2 separate regions of the Mus musculus genome follow, and region 1 is linked to region 2. The links are chromatin contacts, called in public promoter capture Hi-C maps. All regions are on one chromosome and are shown on one strand. The core of a region is the stretch at or near the end of the contact, and the rest is flanking DNA. Distances in the headings are between cores, read along the strand shown.

Region 1 (5,287 bases), core at 1,240-3,739, 530 kb after region 2:
CCACCTGTCCATCTATCCATCTCTCTCTATCTGTCTGTCTATCTATCTATCTATCTATCTATCCATCTGTCTCTCTAAAGCTTGAGGACAGTTTTCCTAAGTTTCAAAGAAACAACCAGAGGGTGGGCTGAATCTCAGCTGCTGTTTGGAGGAGGAAGAGAGCAAATCATGTCAGCAGCCACATCACAGAAGCTGGGGTGTGGGGCAGGAGCAGGTGGGGTTGGGGAGTCACTCTGTAGAAAAAGAGGGAGAAAGCCCAGAGTGTCCAGAACAGCACAAGTATCTGAAAGAAGGAAAAAGATATAAAGAAGAAAAAGAAGAACTTGGACTTTTCTAAGGGAGAGGAGCATGAGCAGGCCGTGACTCCTGGAACAGTCGCCTTGCCTAACTTCAGAGAATAAGCCGGACGCACAGTCAGATATCACACTGTCCCGCTCTTGTGTGAAGGTGAAACTGTCCATATCAGACACACTGGGAACAGGGGGGCTGCTATCAGAGCGTAAGGAGCTTAGGAGGGCTGGGAAAGGTGGTTATAGTGACAGCAAGCTCCAAGCTGTCTCGACTGGCTAGGAGAAAGGATTTCCCATGTCTGTACCATGGAGATGCCACGTTGGAGGAGAAAGACATCTCTAGCCCATTTTAAATATTGCACTGTGTGTATATGTATCGAGACATCTCAAAGTACCTCATTCCCGTGATGACAGCTGTTTCTCCTACTCTATCAGCTAAAAGCAGGTTTGAGCCCGTGTTACTCTGCCTCAGGCTTCCCTAGAACTTGTCATCCCCCTGCCTTAGCTTCCGAAGCGCTGTGACATAACAGGTACCACCTCACCTGCCCTGGAGTGTTATTTAATAACTAATAAGAATAATAAAGATCGTCACCCCCATGTGCTTGATCTTGAGAGCCTGGAATTTGCCAAATTCCAGCTCAGTCCGGTTAGGAAACTAAAATTGACTCTCTCTCTCTTTTTTTTTTTCTGTTGTTGGTTTATGCACAGCTTATTTCAATCTCTTTTTTTAAAAAATATTTATTTACATTTCAGCTGTTCTCCCCCATCCCCTGTCCCTCCTCCCACAGTTCCTCATCCCATTCTTCCTCCCCCTTGCCTTGAAGAGGGTGCCCCCCCCCAATTGACCTTCTTAGGGAGCTACTGCAGCCATGAGTCCTGCGAGCATTTTAAGATGGAGTTAGGCTCACCTTTGCAGGGATGTCAAGTCCACAACAGATGCTCTTCAGCGGAGCCCTGTTTCGCAAGGTTCCCAATCTTTTTTTTTTTTTTTTTTAAAGGTAGCTCACAGCCTTATTACATTTCTTTCAAATTGCTTCAGCAGAAAATGCAATTGAGAACTTATCTTGGGGTAGAAATACTGTCTTTGCCTCTTCCTGTAAGTGGCCAGAAGTGATCTGTCAAGATGGTTCGCTACTCTCTTGACCCAGAAAACCCCACAAAATCATACAAACCAAGAGGTTCGAATCTTCATGCTCACTTTAAGAACACCCAGGGAACTGCCCGGGCCATCAAGGGTCTACATATCCTCAAAGCTACTTAGTATCTGAAGGATGTCACTAAAGAAGCAATGTGTGCCATTCCGGAGGTGTGATGGTGGAGTCCGTAAGTGTGCCCAGACCAAACAGTGGGCTGGACACAGGGACGGTGGCCAAAGAAGAGTGCTGAATTTTTGCTGCACACGCTTAAAAATGCAGAGAGTAATGCTGAACTCAAGGGTTTAGACGTAGACTCTCTCGTCATTGAACACATCCAGGTGAGCAAGGCACCTGAGATGCGCCCACGAACCTCCAGAATCTCATGGCTGGATTAACCCATACATGAGCTCCCCCTGCCACAGTGAGATGACCCTCACTGAGAATGAACAGATGGTTCCAAAGCCAGAAGAGGAGGTCGCACAGAAGGAAAGATATCCCAGAAGAAATTGAAGAAACAAAAACTCATGGCATGGGAATAAATTCAACATAAAATAAATGCAGATAAAGTTTAAAAAAAAAGAAAGAAAGAAAGAAAGAGAGAGAGAAAAGAGAAAAGAGAAAAGAGAAAAGAGAAAAGAGAAAAGAGAAAAGAGAAAAGAGAAAAGAGAAAAGAGAAAAGAGAAAAGAGAAAAGAGAAAAGAGAAAAGAGAAAAGAGAAAAGAGAAAAGAGATACTGTCTTCCTGCTTTCAAGGGAACTGCCCGTGATATCAGGAGCTTAGGCTGGCAGGACAAAGAGAGGAAAGCTGGTCACTTCCTATTTCACAGGAGCCACGGATTCGCCCTTCTTCCCCCGTTCCAAGCTTTTGACTTCACTGAGTCAAAACTGAGCGCTTTCAAGCAAAGGAAAGCAGAGCCTGCCATTTCCTTCAGAGTCAGAGTCCAGCTCAGGAAGGACAAGGGGAGGCGGGAGGGGACTCGTGTTCAGATGACTAAGCACGGATCTGACCTGGAAAGGACCCGTGTCCTTTCTGCAGAAGGGAGGGAGGCCAATTAGGGGCATGTATGAACAAATGACATTACCTCACTAAGAGAAAGGGGAAATCTCCCTCTGTGCTAACAATGAACTCCAGAGAAAACGTGTTAACTAATCTACGAAGAATTTGCCAACCCGGTGAGCTGCCTCCCTGCCCTGAGCTCCCAAGCTTCTGTCTTTAGAACTTGACCTCTGACCCAGTGCCGCTGAACCCTGAGGAAGTCAGGTGGGTGCCGGTCAGCTGAGGGGACATCGCAGGAGCGGACCAATTTTCCTCTGGAGTCTCCTTTCTGTCACGCAGCTTGTACACAGAGATAAAGTCTCCTTGTTGTATTTCATTTGTTTATTGTGTATGTGCCCGTGCCACGGTGTGCGTGTGGAGGTCAGATGCCATCTTCCATCAGGTGATGCTAGGTGTCCTCAACCACTGAGCCATCTCGATGGCCCTGGGATACTTTTTACTGAAAATGAGTTGGGAAGAAAAAAAATGATAAAGATGCGTTGTGTTGCCTTTGTAGGAGGTAAATGTTAAGGCTGTAATCAGATCATGACCATTATGGGATGGCTCCAGAGAGGATGCATCCCAGCACCAGTATTTCTGCCCCTTTGGGAAGGACAAACTCCCTGGAGGCTCTTCTTAGCTGGCTCTCCCCACGATTCTCTCAGAGTTCTGGTGGGTCTACAGTCTCACTTGTTGCTACTGGTATCTCGGAGTTGCTAGCCCTGGATTGCTTCATTATTCCATTGCTGTGGTTCGAGCCCTAAAGCATGCACTTTGCCAGTCAGTCTCTGTTCCAAAGGAAGTCAGCCCCCTGTAGCAGAACCATCAGGGGCAGCCTCTGTCTCAGAGCACAGCTTCTCCCCAGTGCCCGGGAGCAGAGACAGGGCACCTTTTTCCGAGTGGCACCGTCCTGGGAGAGGGCTGAGGTCGGTCCCTGGTCTTTTCACTCTTCCTGTTTGTGACCTGAGCCCCAAGGGAGCTTGCCTGAGGATGGTGGAGACCTCAGGACTTAGCCCAACGCCTGGGAGGTGTGGATGGGTTAGGGAGTGAGTCCTGGTCTCTCAGCCATGACCATCCAATGTAGGGTTTCTGTAGCACGGAGCAACATGGGTTTCCAGTTGCTTGCCCTTAATAGGATGAAACTAGAGCCCTACAATGGGATCTGGGGGAGAGGGAACCTTTGTCTTCCTGGTCGCAGCTGCCCAGGGTGCAGTTCCAGTCACAGGGAGCTGGGAGGATCGCATCAGTGCCCCATGCCACAGGCTGACCCTGTTCGGACTGAGAGCAGTAGGCTTTTTTTCTTGGAAATGTTTTTCCATTTACCGCGCACCCTCAGGGCAATTTCCAGTGGCTTTTAAGTGATGTTTTGTGGTTTTGTGTAGTCTTCAACAGTCACACAAACAGTTGCTTCAGAAGCAGCGAGTGCGGGGAGCTTCTTAAAAGGCCCCTAAAGCAGGACCTACGCCAGTCTGGGGAGCCCTGTGCTGCTGACCCTGAGCTACTTACTCTCGAAGTCCATGCAGACCCGAGGCCATGTTTTCTACCAGTTTTTCATTCCTTTCATGTCTAATGCTTGGGCATCAGGCACTAAATCTGGTGGTACTAACCCCACAGAGCAGCTCCTGGACTAGTTGTTCTTCCCCAACCTCTCCCGCTCCATTCTACTGGTCATCAAGCTTTGTTGTATGCTAGACTCTGGGAAGAGAGACAGTCAGACTTCAGTTGCTAGTTGCAAGGAAAGCAGCTAGAAAATAAAAAGACCTGTCCACCGGGCCTCTACCCTTCCCTATCCTGACCACCTCAGCATCACCTCAGGTCTCAGGAGCTCAAGGCAAGGAAGTCTGAGACAGAGACCACGGCAGGGCAATAGAGGCCCTGGGACAGCTTGGCAGGTCCCAGGCACGTGGCACATAGCTGCTCCTGGTTCATTCTCTCAGCCTCTGTGTTCTTGTCTGTTATCCACTGCCACACCTGCTCCACCTTCTCACCAGCCACGTGAGCAGACACTGCACACCCAGTACAGCCCGGTATCGCAGGGAATTTGATCACAGGTGAACCTCAAGATTGGGAACTGGAAAAACCTGTTTCTTGTTGTGGTGTGGCTCAGCCCTAGCACACACCTTTCACGAAAGAGCTTCCTGTAAACAAGAGTTAAATAAAGACAATGACAGGTCAAGAGGTGGAACAAGCAACCAGCTGACAGGGAGTGGACATAGGAGAGAACCCAGGAAAGGGAAGGAAAAGGAGCTTTCTCCTCTCCGGGACGTCGGTGGAGTAGGAAGGGCCGCTGGGTGCTTTCTCTGCTTCTCTGCGCTAGCAGGCTTTCACCACAGCCTCTGGCTCCTGAGCCTTTACTGGTAAATCAAATGTTTGGGTTTTTGTTTTAAATCCGACAGCCCAGCTCAGGGAGCCACACCAAGAGAGAACACAGGAAAGAGACAACACACTGGCTTCTGGAACATGCCTGAGGAGAGAGCAGGGCTTCTCCAAACATCAAGTTGTGTCATCTCTGAGGGACTCATTTTCTGTTCCCAGACTTCCCCTGGCCAAGCCCCAGCTGGCCCTTGGTGGGGGCCATGTGCTGCCTCTGCCCCGGTCTCTTCAACATTGGACACCTAAAAAGATGGATCCCACAGCTCCACCTCAGTTACTGAGGATCCTGAAAGTCATGGCACATCCTTGTGGTCCCAGCTACTCAGGAGGCAGGAGCATACTCAAGTTTGGAATCATGAGCCCACAAGTTTGGAACCAATTGGATAACATAGTTAGACGTCACTTCATACATGAAGATGATGAGATGAACTTTTGGAGGCGTCCTGTGGATTC
Region 2 (4,679 bases), core at 1,056-3,555:
CCTCCTGGGAGAGTGATCCAGTATCTCGTGTGCTTATTCGTCTTATGAAATGAAGCTCTGGCCTTATTGAGCAAGGCCACTTTAGACAGTAGAAACTGTAATTCAAAAACCAGTTACTAAGCTCAGGCAGGGGTAGGATTTGAACTTCTCTTTCCCTTTGGCATCCATCCCAGCCAATAGAATCAGCAGTGTGCTTGGACCAGACCCAGATAGCAGGAGGCTTGAAGATTTAAGGGGCCTGTGTTTTCTCTCTTCTTCACCCATTTCCTGACCTCTACCCTGGGAGGGTATAATCAAAACATTAAGAGGAAAGAAAGTCACTATTTTATCATAAGTGACTTCCACTACTTATGAAGCACCGTCCCCTGCCTTCCCCCCACCCTCCCCCTCCTCCCCCTTAAACGATGAGTACTCTCTGGGATTTGCCTTAAATTGCAACAAATGAATCTCTAAATTTTCACAAAGAGCTAATTTCCTAAAATTTAATTAATGCAATATTGGGAAACTTTAAATCCTTTCCTGAAGGAAATGGGCTTCACCCCCAAAATGGGCTTTATTCTCCCCACACTTTGAACCTAGCATCTTCTCCCTCTCCCCACTTCCTGCCTTTAAAAAATTCAATTACTGAATTAGAAACGTGAAAATGTTTGGATGAGCCCTGCAGAAACTGTAGGAGCTAAGGCGTCCCTCAAGTACAGCAAGAAAGCAGTGGAAAGCTTGTCTTTAACGTAGGAAATCCAGAGCAATGAGACCCCAACCCAAGACAAGACTAGACTCGGTCATAATAGCAAGGGTGGAGACTCACAGCTTATGCGTGGTTCAAACCAACAGATGCCTGAACTTGAAAAACGGTCATTTTGGGGGTTACTTTCTAGATAGGCCAGGAAAGGGATCTTCCCCGCCCCAAGACTGGATGGGTGACAGCTGTGTCCCCTCCCCCACCTCAGAGCATAAATGTGGATCGATGATGTCATAACTGTTTACTGCGGGGTAAACAATGAAATGAACTTTGTTAGGACCGAATCCTCCCTTTGAGCTCAGATGATGTGTGATCAGAGGTTAAATTTGCATTAGACGCGGGCACCTCAACAGGTCGCATTTTGGAAAGCCCTCTCCGCATCCTTTTTGTGTGTGTGTGTCTCTCATTTCGCTTCAGGAATATATTGGGGATCCTGGAGAATAATGGGTAGGTGTCTCAGGCTGTTTATGTTTATTGTTTAGGTGAAATCAGTGCACTCACAGAGCCCGCAGAATAAAAGCATTCAGGAGCAGTGAGGCTCCGGTCCGGTCCGGTCCGGCTCACCCTGCAATACATCATCTCTAAGGAAAGCAGAGAGGGGGCAAACGAACGCGCACAAGCAGCAAACGCCCTGGTTCCTACGCTGCCGCCACTACTGTTAGCTGTGGCGGCTGCTTCTCCACGGACAACAGCAATCGAGTATGTGTGCGAGCCCCGACACATAGCCTGCTAGGTACCCACCCACCCATCTTCCATAGTCCCTACTGTGTGCCAGGTTCTGGGTTGGGTATCCAACTCTGCTACAGTCCAAAGCTTCTCTTTCTCTTTCCCCTGCCTATGGTGGGTGCTGTTGGTGAGGACATTCACTCTCGAAAGGGCCAGAAAGCTCAAGCTCAGAACCTGCGCGATCCGCACCCCGGGAGGCAGCAGGTCTTGGGCAGCCCAGGAGCGCGCGTCTACGCGGCCGCGCGGGGTCCCCCTGTCTGGCGCTCAGGTGGCTTCGCCGCCCACTCCGCCGCTCCCTTCCCCTCCCCTCTCCAGCGAGGGTCGAGTTCGGCTGTTGCGCGCGGGGAAGGAAGGAGGGGCTACGAGGGATTTGAAAGTGCTCAAGCTGCGGAGTGGAGCTCGCTTCTGTCCCCGCCGCCCGCGAGCGGATTAAATTTCTGCAAATTCAAACTGAATGGGGCTTTCTTCTGCTGCCTTCCAGAGGGCGCCTGCAGCCCGCCGCGCGCTCCTCTCCGGCGGGAGCGGCCCCGGGGAGCACCGCTGAGGACCCGGCGGGCCAGAGGGCGGCGGCGCCCGGGCTTGGGGGACTCCGCCACCGGACTGTGCCCCTCTCGGACCAGCAGCCGCTGTTCCCTCTCACAGCCGATCGGGGCACCAGACGGGACCGCGGGCGCGATCTGGGCGATCGATCCTCGGAGGACGAACTTCTCGGGGGCGGGTCCCCGGTCGCCCGGTCGCCAGCTATTGTCTGCGCGCGGCGCTAGCACAGAGGCGCGGGGGGCGTGAGCACAGAGACCCGGGCCGGGCGGGGCCGGGTCCAGGGCGGCGGCAGGAGGAGCCAGGGCAGCCCCGGGAGCCGGAGGAGGAGCGGCTGCGAGCGCGGGAGCCGAGCGAGCGCGATGCCGGCAGCGGCGGGGGACGGGCTCTTGGGCGAGCCGGCGGCACCGGGGGGCGATGGAGGCGCGGAGGACACGACCAGGCCGGCGGCGGCCTGCGAGGGAAGTTTCCTGCCCGCCTGGGTGAGCGGCGTGTCCCGCGAGCGGCTCCGGGACTTCCAGCACCACAAGCGCGTGGGCAACTACCTCATCGGCAGCAGGAAGCTGGGAGAGGGCTCCTTCGCCAAGGTGCGCGAGGGGCTGCACGTGCTGACGGGAGAAAAGGTGAGCTGGGGTGCGCGGGCCTGGCGGGAGGACCCGGGAGCACTGTCCCGCGAGCACTCAGCCTGGCTCTCCAACCCAGTGTGGCTAGACGCACGCTCAGGCTCTCCTAGTGGGCCACCGGGCACCTACTGATGGATGATGGTGGTGATGGGCTCACGTTCGTGGGGTGGGGTACCCGGGCAGATAGATGTACCCGCGAAGCTACCCCGCACCGTCTTTCTGTTTTGTTTTGGAAGGGTGCCGCCTGGCGGACGCCAGGGAAGGGAGGGGAGAGGTGGCGGTGGAGGGTCCTGCGGTAGGGGCATGGATCAGTGCAGAGGCGGGAACTAGATCCAGGCTGGGGTTCAGCTTTGCCTGTGGAATGTGCGGCGGCGGGAGAGCAAGGCAGCCAGTCTGAGGTTGCTTAGAGTTTCATCCCTCCTGGGCTCAGGCGAGGACGTGGAGGGGAGTTGGGGCCCTGTAAGCTCCCCTCTCCCCCCGTGTGGGCTGGGGCAACTGTTGGAGTAACGATCCTGCTTTTGGCAGGTGCAGAACTACACAGGCCCTGGACTCTAGAAGTTTGCAGATACCTTTTCATCTTTCTAGAAGACAGTAAAGGAAAGGGGCCCCTCCCCCACACCCGGAGGGACTCTACTTCGACCTAATTAGAAGTGAGAGAGTGAACTCTTGCCAGGCCGGGTGCGGGCAGATCTCAGGTGTTAACTTAGATTTGTGAAAAGAAACCCAAGAAGCTGACTTACTTTTGAGGCTGGGTGGCCTCAGGCAGGGAATTGCTCTGGGCTGCCAAACTGGTATCTTTGTAGGGACCCAATACTCTAATCACCCAGGCTGGGGGTTGTCCGCGCGGGCGGAGGAGGGGAACTCAGCCGGTCCTAGCAGCAAATAGCCCAAGGGCCAAGCCCTCGGGCCTGCTGCTCTGGGTTTCCTTGCCCAGCCTAGGGGTTTGTGACAGTGATGAACTGTGAGAAGTCTGGTGACAGGCCAGGGCCACCACACTAGTCATTTTCTAGCCTCTGGATACCTTTGATTTCCTCTTGGTTTCTGTTGTCCTGGAAACCCCTACATTTGAGCACTGGGTTCCATCACCCTTTGACTTTATCTTCTTTTTCTGTAGCCATTCCAAGTGGGGTGCCCCTTTATACTGGGTAAGCAGGGTTAGACCGAGCAGTCATTTTCAAGTGTCTCTTGCCCGAATTTCCAAGCAAAAAAAAAAAAAAAAAAAAAAAAAACACCCACAAAAAACAAAAAAACAAAAACAAAAACAAAAAACAAACAAACAAAAAAAACCCAGCATTCAGTATGAACTCACATTAGCTCTTCAAAGGAGAAACTCTTTAGACCCGTCCTAGTTGTTCTCAGTGGAGTAAGGGAATATTTATTTACTTTTTGGTGCGCAGTGGGCTGTCTGCCGGACACACATCAGTGATGCAGACTGATTTCAGGGAGCTCATTTCTGTTCTGGCAGGGAGAGGCGAAGGACTTTGCTCTCAAAATCTAGAGGATTTAGTCTGGCTATGCACATCACCTCTCTAAAGAGATCAGAACTTCTTAGAGCTTTTTGCCATGTTGGGCTGGACCTCAGCTCCTCACTAGGGCAGTTTTGCCCCATGGGATAATACTTTTGTCCTTGGCTGCACTGCCTGGGGTATTCAGGGTTCAGCCCTGATTCAGTTCTGGACTCCTGTGTTAGCTCCTGCCTAGCAGGAATAAATACAGGGAGGTTTCTGCCCAACTGGGGTCTAGATGAAGGGTCTCATTTCCTCCTGTCTTTATGATGGCTCAATTCATCTTTGCATTGAGAGGAGGATTGTTGAATATAAGGTTTTTTCCCCCTGGACCAGTTGATCAGATCTAGTTAAAGACCATAGTTGTCAATGCAGAGGCCAGGGATGCAAACCTTGGTCATTCCTGCAATGCTTTTCTTTAACCAGGAGGGACCTTTCTCTGGGGACAACAGAGTATCAGGGAGGGACCTGGATATTAGCTCCTTCAACGGTGAGCTTTAAAGAAACAGTGGTGCTATTCATAGCTTTTATCTCCCTAACCCTACACCT

The links. Promoter capture Hi-C pulls out the DNA fragments that hold promoters and counts their contacts.
Region 1: a contact with region 2 is called in a promoter capture Hi-C map of hematopoietic stem and progenitor cells, with 2.1 times the contacts expected there. The contact joins the enhancer-like site here to the promoter of Hunk in region 2. A contact is called at or near these places in 6 of 39 promoter capture datasets (the C10 cell line, cranial neural crest, hematopoietic stem and progenitor cells and 3 more), 1 of 15 datasets of contacts at CTCF or cohesin (large pre-B cells), 18 of 484 Hi-C or Micro-C datasets (the HL-1 cell line, adipose-derived mesenchymal stem cells, cerebellar granule neurons and 9 more) and 11 of 115 datasets of contacts at active chromatin or transcription factors (bone marrow-derived dendritic cells, bone marrow-derived macrophages, cardiomyocytes and 8 more).

The regions. Positions count from the first base shown.
Region 1 is chr16:90,913,767-90,919,053 of GRCm38.p6, forward strand. No RefSeq gene overlaps it. Among named protein-coding and RNA genes, the nearest start is that of Cfap298, 18 kb to the right of the region's middle. Within about 2 kb of position 2,490, at least 50 of the 459 cell types and tissues checked have an H3K27ac peak or open chromatin away from gene starts, as enhancers often do. A contact at or near this core is called in the HL-1 cell line and hematopoietic stem and progenitor cells, where this site is marked.
Region 2 is chr16:90,384,092-90,388,770 of GRCm38.p6, forward strand. It overlaps Hunk (hormonally upregulated Neu-associated kinase), which reads left to right and starts at 2,306. Exons shown (of 11, transcript NM_015755.2): 1 at 2,306-2,625. The coding sequence starts at 2,365.